Linked DNA regions of Mus musculus: region 1 is linked to region 2. A link is a contact called in public HiChIP or PLAC-seq data. All regions are on one chromosome and are shown on one strand. The core of a region is the stretch at or near the end of the contact, and the rest is flanking DNA. Distances in the headings are between cores, read along the strand shown. Region 1 overlaps Hivep3 (human immunodeficiency virus type I enhancer binding protein 3). Region 2 holds the start of Hivep3 (human immunodeficiency virus type I enhancer binding protein 3).

Region 1 (5,564 bases), core at 460-2,959, 250 kb before region 2:
GTCAAAGGAAACATGGTTACTTTTTACGAAGACACACTATGTGTTGCTACTATGTACCCAGAATGAGCCAGGCCCTTCACATATGTTTCTTGATTTAATTCTCACAGGAACTGCTCCCATCTGCACTGTTGTCTCTCTGTTTGACCCAGCACAGAGAGGTTAAGTAGCCTGTCCAATGGCACACAGCTCAGCTGCAGGGCCAGTGGTCCAGCTTGAGTGGAACCCTCCAGGCCACAATCTAGGTCTTCAGATCCAGCGCATGTGCTTGTTGACAGACTTCCTAACAGCTCCTGGAGAATCTACAGAGCATAGCTGCCCGGAAGGAGACCTACCCTGGGTCCAGTCAGGCCAGAAGTGGGAAGCAGGAGTGGAGTTATTTTGGAGAAGCGACAGGAAAAAACCACGAAGCTTCCTACCTGTCCTGTTCTGCCCCCGTCTGTCCTGGGAAACAAGGCTGTCCCTTTCTTAGATAAAAAGGTGTCTCTCCCCACACAGTGGCTCTTCCACCAGAGCCTGGAGAGCAAAGACTAAGCTTAGTACACATTGGTTATTTTTAAATGACTACATAAACAATCCAGGCTATGTAAATAAGAAAAACATGAGGTCATCTCTTCAAAACCTAAAAATGTCTTCTCTGTGGGGAGGGGGTGGACTCGCTAGTCCACAGTGTCCCAAGCCACCAGGCCTGGCCTTCCCTTCCTCACACCCATGGAGGCAACAGCAGCTGGTCTGGAAGTCAGGACTCCTGGTTTTTATTCCTGGCTCTGTGGGCTTTGGCTAAATGCTTGGAGCTACTGCCCAATCCCTAGCCCACCTCCTTCTTCTCTAGACCCTGACACCTGTCCCTTCATCACTTGTAAAGCATCCACATTCACAGATCATTGTATCCAATGACCTGTGCTCACTAACTACCCCCCAGAAACCTTTGCAGCACCACTTGGGGTGCAGAGGTGACAGATGCCACCCCACCTGGAGGCTCTTAAATCTGCACGTACAATCAGAGCAGACATGAAGGCAGGGTTCCTCAGAACCCTGTAGCAAAGGTTCCTAATGCCCTGACTCCATGGAGGAAGGGCACAGTGTGTGTGTGTGGGGGGGGGGATGGAAATGCATACAGAAGGAACAGCTTGGGAACTCCAAGGGAAGCTGTTCCTTTCCCTTCGATACAGCATGACCTTCTACATAGCCAGTGGGGCCCTGACAGGTGTACCAGAAGAGGCTGTTAATGTCCCCATTCCTTATCTCTGTGCATTGTCATCTGTCCCCAAGTGCATCTGCACCTTGCCCTCTGTGGGCAGCTGTAAGTCATGAAGGCAGCTGGAGAGCTTAACTTTGGAGACATTAGAAGCCTTGCTAGGAGTCACAGGGCCTCTGGTGTTGCTGGAAGACTGGACTTGACTCTCTGCCCATTGCTCCCACGATCTCTCGCTCCCTTCCTCTACCTCTCCTTCCCTTCCCTTAGGCCTCTCAACAGGACACTCAGCATCCTTTTACTCTTCCATTATCCTTAAGCAGTGGAATAAGAGCAGCCAATTCTTGCTGAGGGCAGTCTCAGACTGTGTTCCACTAAAGCCCTTTCAGAGGTGGCTCTCCAATCACTACAGCATAAATGCTAAAAATACATTTTGGCTCCTATCAGCACTGTTCCAGAAAGTGGACCAGTTTTAACACATTCCCCAGTGCACTGCAGCACTGGGAAAGCGTCCCCAGCTTAGGCTGGCTGGGATGCACTTTGGAATGGGGTCAGGGAAGACTGACCTACAGGGCTGAGATGAGTTTGAACTCTTTCCTGGGTGCCTTTGTTCTGCTGGATAGATTCAGGATTGAATCTATAGGTTTGAAAGTCTACACAGGCATTGACAAGGGACAGAGCCACAAGGTTAAGTTCCCAAGTATGGAGAGTGTGGGCCTCCTGTCTGAATGGCATTTGTAGCAAGAAGGAATTCAAACAGCTGTTGGATACTGTTGATGATGCAAACCGGAACTCCTGTAGTCCACGTGGAATGCCCCATAGCACAGATGAGTACACAGTGGAAAATGCAACCCTTATATCTTCTATTGAAATGACTTTGGATTGTTTTCTTTGTAATTCTCTCTGTCTCTCTCTGTCTCTGTCTCTCTCTCTCTCTCTGTGTATGTGTGTGTGTATTTATATGTGTGTAGCCACACATACAGAGGCTCAAGATTGACATCAAAAATCATTTTCAGTCACTTTTCTATCTCATTCAGTGAAGTAGAATCTCTCCATCAAAACCAGAGCCCATCAAGGTGGCTAATCTCACTAACCAGATTGCCCATGGGATCCCATTTCCACTGTCCAAGGCTGGAATTACGTAAGGGGCTGCCACACTCACTGACATTCCCATGGGTTCTGGGGACCTAAACTCCAGACCTCATGCATGCACAAGTGCTTTAACCACTAAGGGTTTCCAGCCTCCTAGTTTTAACCTTTTTTTCATGGTGTGTGTGTGTGTGTGTGTGTGTGTGTGTGTGTATACTTGTACGTGTATGTGTGAAGTATGCAGAGGCCCTACGTGGGTGTCATCTGTCTTTCTTGATACTTCCCACTTTGTTTACTGAGGCAGGGTCTCCCAGTGAATCAGAAACTTGCCGAGTCTGCTTAGTGTAGCTAGCCATCTTGCCAAGGAGAGTCCCTGTCTCTGCCTTCCAAACGCTTGCTTTACAGGTGGCCACACACCTGCCCAGGTTTTTACATGTGTGCTGGGGCTCTGAACTCTGGTCCTTGTGCCTTTGGGACAAGTGATTTATCCATCTTCTAACCTTTGAATTCCTTAATTCTTAATCCTTAGCAAGCCAACCAAGACAAGAGAAGGCCACGGGGAAGCTGCAGCTGACAAGAAAGATCGTGGATGCCTAGGACTGCAGTCAGCACAGTGGCTGCGAAAGGCCAGAGTCTATTGCTCAGACTTTGAGGGTAGATAGGCGGAAGCAGCCAAAGCTGCTGTGCATGTGAACGAACAGCATGTTTTTCAATAAAGCTTTATTTACACAATCAGGCGGTGGCCACAGGTCTTAGCTTGTGGATCCCTAGTCTAAAATGTCAAAGTTTTGTAAATCAAAGCATAGTTATTACTCTATGTGTGAACTTTCATAATAAATCCATTTTAAAGATTGAAACTTAAAAAAAGATTAAAGAATAAACTCGCTTTATCCTGATCATTAAATCATCATTTCATACAAGATACGACATTTTAAATGGCTTCTCAGACAATGAAAATTTGAAAACCAGTGGCAGTGGTGTTTGCTGGGAAAACATTTCCCAATTCAGTTTCATGTTAGTTCTGGCCTGCAGCCACTCATTCAGAAATCACCTTATTCTGGAGATGGGCCCAGGTTAGGTCTCTCCTGAGGAGACTCCTGGTTACCTTGCATGACTCCAAGCCCTGCTGGGAGCCCAGGTGTCCCCAGCTAACTGGATCCCTGGCATAGTGGAGGCTGCCACACTGCACACCTGCCATCCTGGACCCTCATCCTTCATCTGCATGGATGCCACATAGCCCAGCCCACTTCCTAGTGGGCCAGCTGTGCCTATGATCTCCTGGATCCCCCAGCAGCTCTGAGTCAGAACTCCATTAATCACTGTGCTTTCTTCCCCAGGGAGAGTGCGGGAAGCGGCGGGGCCAGATTTCTGGCTGGAGCTGAGGCTCATTTGCTGCTGGGCAGGGCTCCCTCTGCAGATTGTCCCCCCATCCCCCAGCTGTCAGAGTCCATGTGGACTACTAGGAATTTGGGCATGAAGTAGGGGAGGGCACATGCCAGGAGTGGTAGAGTCCCGGGTGGTCCCCCAGACTGCCTGTGCTCCTCGGAGCTTCAGTTCTAGGTTACTCAAGAACCCACGTCCACCTTGTGGACCAGATCACTGAGGCTGCTAGAGGAGAAGGACCCTCCCCCCAACTTGCAGTTAAGTTGTCATGTGCACCATTGAAAACAAATGCAAAGTCAATAGAGCAGATGGTGCTGCAGGAGACCGAGGAACGGGACCCTTGGTGATGGGGCTCTCCAGTCATACTCTAGTCATCCACTTACTGCTGGAGGAGGAGTAACTGACTCACAGTCTTTTCTTCAGGAAGCATTTCAGTGGAACAGTAAAAGAGTTGATTCATTGTAGACAGAGTTTCTACCCCTGCGAGCTGTGTGACTGTCTTCAAATGACTGAACCTCTCTGTGCTCAGTGTCTGTCCATACATATTTTAAAGGATAAACAAGGCCAGCCTCACTAGGATTTTTCTCTTTTTCCTTTCAGGACTTAAACTCATCTATGAAGTACCAGGCCTTGTGTATAGAGAGGACCAGTCCCTTCACTTTAGGGTCCTGTGCCAGTACCAGGTGGTACAGCATAGCAGATCTATCACAGGGTGAGTGGTGGCTGAGTTGCCTGCACAGTAGGGGATATTAGGAAGGACTTCCAGGTGGGTGGTCCGTGTTTTAATAAGGCCTCATCTGTATGTGCGTGGTGCCCCTGTGAGGCAGGTACCACCTTCTCCTGTGTTGCAAGAGAGGAAACTGAGGCAAGGGAGAGGGAGCTATAACATGTTTCCAAACCATAAAAAAAAAAATCTACTGGGGGTGGGTATGGGGGACTTTTGGGATAGCATTGGAAATGTAAACGAGGAAAATACCTAATTAAAATCTACTAACACCAGTAACTGTTAGTGCTGGGATTTGAACTCAGGGATAGCCCCAGGTTCAATACCACTGTAAACATCCCCCATCCAAATGAGGCTCAGGTAGTTAATTTTTCTTGGGTCTTGGGGGTTTTTCTATCTCCACAGGATGCTTCTGGTCAGGACAGGCATGCTGGGCTGGGCGTGCTGAGGAGCTGCTGGCTGAAATCAAAGCCCATCCACCCCCATCCGTGAGCTGCAGCAATGCTGCCCATGAGGTGACTTACATCCCCGGCCCTGGCTCTGCACAATGAGAAAATGCCTGCTCTAAGCAGAGGGGACAAGCAGGCCTGATGGTAAATCATAGGTTTTCACGTCTTCTACATCATAGCTGAGCCCATACATGTAAACTTAAGACAGGTGGAGAATCCCTAGAGCCCCCAGAAGGCAGCTCCCAGGACCCACCCCAGAATCCAAACATAGTGGGCCCGAGGGTGTATACTTGCAAATGTCAGTACGGAGACAGAAGGATTGTAAGTTCAAGGCTAGCCCTGGCTAACAGAGTGTGATGCTGTTTCAAAGGGAAGGACTCCAGTGCAGAGCCTCATGTCCCTAGTGCTTAAGCAGATGACACAGGTATTCTGGGGAATCCGTGTTTCCTCCCTTCTTCCCTCCCTCCCTCCCTCCCTTCCTCCCTCCCTCCCTCCCTCCCTCCTTCCCTCCCTCCCTCCCTCCCTTCCTTCCTTCCTTCCTTTTTGAAAGCAGGTGCTCTCTCCTTCAGCCCTACCAGCTCCTTGGATGATGATGATGACATAGCTTGTAGCAGACAAAACACCCTAGGATTTAACTCTTACCCAAAGAGCTTCCAATGCCACACCCCCACCCATGTCACAGCCCACTCCTAACGCCCAAGATGGAGATATGCATGCAAACACATAT
Region 2 (4,985 bases), core at 1,886-4,385:
CAAGCACCATGCTAAACAGAAACCAACAACAACTCATTTGGTTTGTGCTCCTGATCCATCTGCCTTCTTAAACAGGGCACAAAAACATCCATTAAACTGCTCTTGGTATACACGGGTCAAAAGATGCATCAAAATATATAACATTTTATTAAGTTGCTTATATGCTTCTACTAATTTTAAAAGTCCACATTTTGGATTCTTATAGCCTTTAGACATAATTTTTCAGTTTCTCTTGTTTCTAGCTTTATTATATTTATTATTACTGATGTTTGGTTAAAAAAACTTCCCTAACCCTTTTGCCCAGCTTTAATGATTTCTCCAGATTTTCTAAGTGCATTTAGCAAGGCGCTTAGAATTTTAAATTAAATGCTGAGTCCTGAAAGAGGGTCTGAAATTCGCACCAACAATAGAATCAGGGTGAAGTTCACACCCACAGCCTGGTGATGGCTGTCTCTCTGCTTTACACCTCACGGCTGTGCAGTCCAGACTGGGTGGCACCTACAATGCCTCCCAGCTGCAGAGCTCAGGGTACTTTCTGATCTATCTCATCCTCTTCTCAAAGTTCTAGTCCTTCCACCAGTGCTACAGACGAAGAGCAGAGCTGCTTGCTCAGGGAGCCAGGTTCCCTGCCCTGCCTGTCCTGGTACAGTTAGGGAGTGGTAAAATGTGCCCTGGGTAGTAGACTGGAAACCGGTCTGTCAGGGCCTAGGGGAATAAGTAAATAAATAAATAAATAAATAAAACCCTGAAAGACACCAAGGAACTTGCTGAGCAGGAAGAAAGACAAGTTGAAAGCTATCTAGTTGTCACACAGCTTTCTTAATGTTATCTTCCATCAAGTTGAATCTTGGAATCTGCCAGGACTTCAGACTAAATGTATCTCCTCTTGCCTGAACCTTTCACACACTAAATGCCTCCCTGGCTCATTTGGCAGGGGTCCAAGAGCAGCTTACACTTCTGCACTCTGAGGAGGGTGGCCACTGCTGTAATACAATGGGCGGAGACAGCTTGACAATAGTGCCAATTGAGTACATCTTGATCTACAGAGCGCACAGTAGCAGTTAGCCTTTAAAGCAACAACGCTCCCATCACCCCCGCCCCCACCAGCCAACTGCTGTACCAGAGTCTTGAGGACCAGAAAATAATTTTAGCCTTAGGAGGTCAGATGTAGTCACCAGTTTAACAAACCTGCCCACCAGCCCCAGGAGGAACAGATAAGGAACATGATCTCGGTCTCTATATTAAGAGCTCTGTGGACTGTGGGTACTTTACAGAGTTGGGTGGAAGGGAGAACTAAACTCTCCTGCCTGCAGAGCTCCTCACAGGACAGCTATCCTCCTACCTTGTAAAACCTCCAATATTGCAATGCAAGGATGGAAAGGGCATCCAGCTCCCAAGGCTGCACTCAAGCAGATCCACCAACATGGGGCTCGCTCCACCCCAGAGAAAAACTCTCCACAGCGAGCAGGACAGACTTTTCTTTGGCCCTTCCTCTGGAGGCACCTAAGTGGCTACCCTAGACCCAGTGTCCTTTATCCTCTTGAGTTAGGAACCTGAGGGCCCCGCAGAGGTGGCTATATCCTTCTCCATGAACAGAGAGGGGTGAGATTACAACACAAAGTTCAGACAAGCATCACCTGGGCAGAAATCAGTGGGAAAGTTTGAGATCAACACCAACCCAATTCTGAGACCTCTGTCCTCAAGCAAGAATCCTGCTCTTTGCCTGTGTTCTTGACCCTCAAATTGTTCAAATGATTCTTCCTTGTCCCCACATGCTTCCTGCTGTCATCCCACACATAATTACATAAAGACATTATAAACAACAAAAGCACCCAACTTGAGTGCAGAGGGCTGATGCTAGTATTTGGGCACTGGGTCTGATCATTAGTTGGGATTACATAATTACATAAACATGGGTTGGAGAACACTTCTGTAGAGGTTAGTTCAACAAATGCCTTGTTCTCATTCTCCCATCCCTCCACTCCCCACCCCCACCCCAACAACAGAAGGCAAGCCTGGGTTAAAAAAAAAAAAATCAAAACATGCCTGATATCTCCGGGGCACCTGGCTACCGCCTTGCAAAACCAAAGGCTGCCAGAACTTTTGAGATGCAAAGCACAAAGAGGACCACAGTACCACTCCTCTAAGCCAGCAGGCTCTTGTGCAAACATTGTCCCCAAAGTTCAAGGGCAGGTCAAGCCACAGAAAGGGTCCTGACCCTGACAAGCAGTATAAACCAAACCAGCCAGCTTCAAGGAAGTCCATACAGATCTCTGAGTTCCTCTACTCCACTACTTCTGTCCCAGCCACCAGTCTGGTTGCCCATCACCTCCCCAGGGGCCGTTTGTCACCAGCAGTGTTCCCATTTTAAAATATGGTGAAATGTGGGACATCTAGGAAGGGGCACCTGCTTTATTAGTGACAGGGCAAGACATTCCCCCAACCCCCACTCCCACTTCAGTTTGGTGTGGTGTAGTGTGCTTTGGGGAGAGGACTGACAAGGTGTGATTCTCCCCTCACCCCCCACCCACCCCCGTGGAATCGTTTTCAGGGGGTGGCAGGATTGCGAGCAGGGAGAAAAATCTCTCCCTTCGGTCCTGGCACCCAGCATCAGACCAAAATGATCCTTCTACCAAGCACTTAATAGACATCTCTGGGGCCTGACCCTTCCTAGAGCAGCAGCCTGGCCCAGGAGCCAGGTCTGCAGCGCAACGCAGCCGAGCTATCGCGGGGGGCGCGCGGCGCGCACAGGGTTACAGCCCAGCCACGGCTGCGAGTGATTGACGCGCGGGGGTCACTTGAGGTTCGCGCTCCCCCAGCCAGGCCGAGCGCGCAGACCACCGCGCACACTGTGGCCACCCTGCCAGCCCCGCCACCCAGACACCTGGCGTGAGAAAGGCAGCGACAAAATGGAATCCCAGCACTGTGGCACTTCCCGGTGGCGGCCGCGGGAGAAAACACAATCAGGGAAAAATAAAGCGCAAGGAATCCATCCGCGGAATAAAAACCCAGAGTCCCCTACCTTCAGCCTTGGGGTAGCAAGCTGGTCCTGTGTGTTCTCTGACCCACGGATCCAGCACCCTTCTTCAATTATTCCGGTCAGTCGGGATATTGTGCATTTTTTTTCATAAACACCTGTTTCAAGTAAGGGGTAAAGACCTTATTGAAGGAATTGCTCTTAAGAAATAACCTGTGCGTATGTCTGTCCATCCAGGCGTGCATGCGTGTTTGTATACACACATATGCACACGGAATACTCATGTACACTGGAGCACCAAACTAGGCAGGGGGATAATGGGAGAGTCGGCTGGTGGTGAGCATGCTCGCGCCGGGAACAGATCCACCCTCTGTTATTCCTCTGAATAAATATAAATCACGATCAGAAACCCAAACAGAAGCATCCCTCTTGAATTCCTGCTGGAAACACGGAATAAATTCAGCCCGCAGACACAGAATCTAATCAGCAGCTGCTTTCTGAATCCAGAGCCAACCCATGCCCCGCTTGTCTTTTCCACTAGGAGTCCAGACCTTTTTTTTTTTTTTTTTTAAGGGGTTTTAACCTTTTAAAGATACAGTACACCAATTATCACTTGAATAGCATGGCTGGGAATACTGAAAGAAGGCAGGCAGCACCAGGCCTATTGCCACACAGGGCAAATAGCAGGCAGTAACAATGTTCATTGACATCCATATATCTGCACACATGGATAATACATTACATGGTGGGAGAAACATATGCAAATACAGGATATATGCGAAGCACATGTTTGTTGCATGATGGGCTTCCCAATGATGAATAGCACTGCACATGAACACTTCTAAACATTCATGTTTAATAGGTCAGACTCTCGGCAGACTTTTCAAAACAGGGGTCACCCCTCTGGGGTCCCTTATTGCTCCTGAAGGGCCAGAGTGTCACTGCTGAAGGCAGTGAAGTGTCTACTGAAGCTCACCCTCCACCTCCAGCTTAATCCCAGAGCATGCCTCCCTGCCCTGCCCTGCCCCGCCCCGCCCCGCCCCGCCCCGCCCCGCCCCGCCCTGCCCTGCCCCGCCCTGCCCTGCCCTGCCCTGCCCTGCCCTGCCCTGCCCTGCCCAAGTCTCAGGGAACTGAAAGGTGTTCCCAGCCCACAGGATGGTTCTGGCACCATTTCTGATCCACCTTGAGATTCAGCCCCAGTTCCCGTTCTAGGACAGGTTTTCTTCTACTTACATCGGAAATTGAAACTGCCACCTGGGCTTTGGTATTTGACTATTCTGATCTGGCTCCTCTTTACATTTTTGTTAGCAAGGTTTCATTGCTGTCATTGTTCTGTTTTTAACTTTTTTGGGGGGGGCGGGGTCTGGGGGGGGGAGGTTGGAACAAAGTTGAGCATGAAGGTTGAACAACAGTGCAGGGAGATAAACCACCCCCAGCCTAAACTGTGCATGCCAACTACTTCAGCCACCCAGATGGCATCTAATCCAGTTTTGTTTTAGCTTTTAAAGAGGTACCACTGAGAAAAAACAAAAAGTAACTTTACTCTTACTTGAAAGGAAGAGCCTTATTTCAAGCCAAGAGCCCCAGAGGATCATCCCGGGCATGCTACCTGCCTCCTGCTCCTGACCATCAGCAGGCTCCTCCATCACTCTGTGCCTAGGGCCACTCTAGGACAGGTCCCTCCAGCTCTAGCCCCAGCTCTCATTTCCTCTTCTGGTCCTGCCAGGCAGACCACTGAAACCCATGCCTGGCTCTCTCTTACCTAGCCCTGTTTGCCTCACCCTCCCAGCCAAAACCAGCCCCCTCCCCTCCCAGACTCTTTAGAGAAAATTATCATATTTCATGTGTCATCGTCCTGGCTAGCTGAGTCTGTCACTGATTGGTTGGGCACTGGCAGCCGGAAATGTCACCAGCCACACAGCATGGAGCTAGCTCTCCTGTGGCTACCACAGACCTGAGCTTAGGAGGCTTGGTGACAAGGCACAGACCTACCACAGGGAGCCTGTCA

What was found. HiChIP or PLAC-seq counts read pairs in DNA pulled down with a chosen protein or histone mark.
Region 1: a contact with region 2 is called in an H3K27ac HiChIP or PLAC-seq map of heart atrium, with 8 times the contacts expected there. The contact joins the enhancer-like site here to the promoter of Hivep3 in region 2. A contact is called at or near these places in 1 of 15 datasets of contacts at CTCF or cohesin (the NIH/3T3 cell line), 1 of 484 Hi-C or Micro-C datasets (nephron progenitors), 6 of 115 datasets of contacts at active chromatin or transcription factors (embryonic basal ganglia, embryonic forebrain, embryonic hindbrain and 3 more) and 1 of 9 other capture datasets (macrophages).

What each region holds. Positions count from the first base shown.
Region 1 is chr4:120,065,491-120,071,054 of GRCm38.p6, reverse strand. All of the region lies in intron 3 of Hivep3 (human immunodeficiency virus type I enhancer binding protein 3), which reads right to left. Gm36215 (a long non-coding RNA gene) reads left to right here. Exons shown (of 3, transcript XR_376605.4): 2 at 4,265-4,376; 3 at 4,794-5,564. Among named protein-coding and RNA genes, the nearest start is that of Gm36215, 6.5 kb to the left of the region's middle. Within about 2 kb of position 1,709, at least 13 of the 459 cell types and tissues checked have an H3K27ac peak or open chromatin away from gene starts, as enhancers often do. A contact at or near this core is called in heart atrium, where this site is marked.
Region 2 is chr4:119,812,828-119,817,812 of GRCm38.p6, reverse strand. Hivep3 (human immunodeficiency virus type I enhancer binding protein 3) reads right to left here and starts at 3,135. Exons shown (of 9, transcript NM_010657.3): 1 at 3,023-3,135.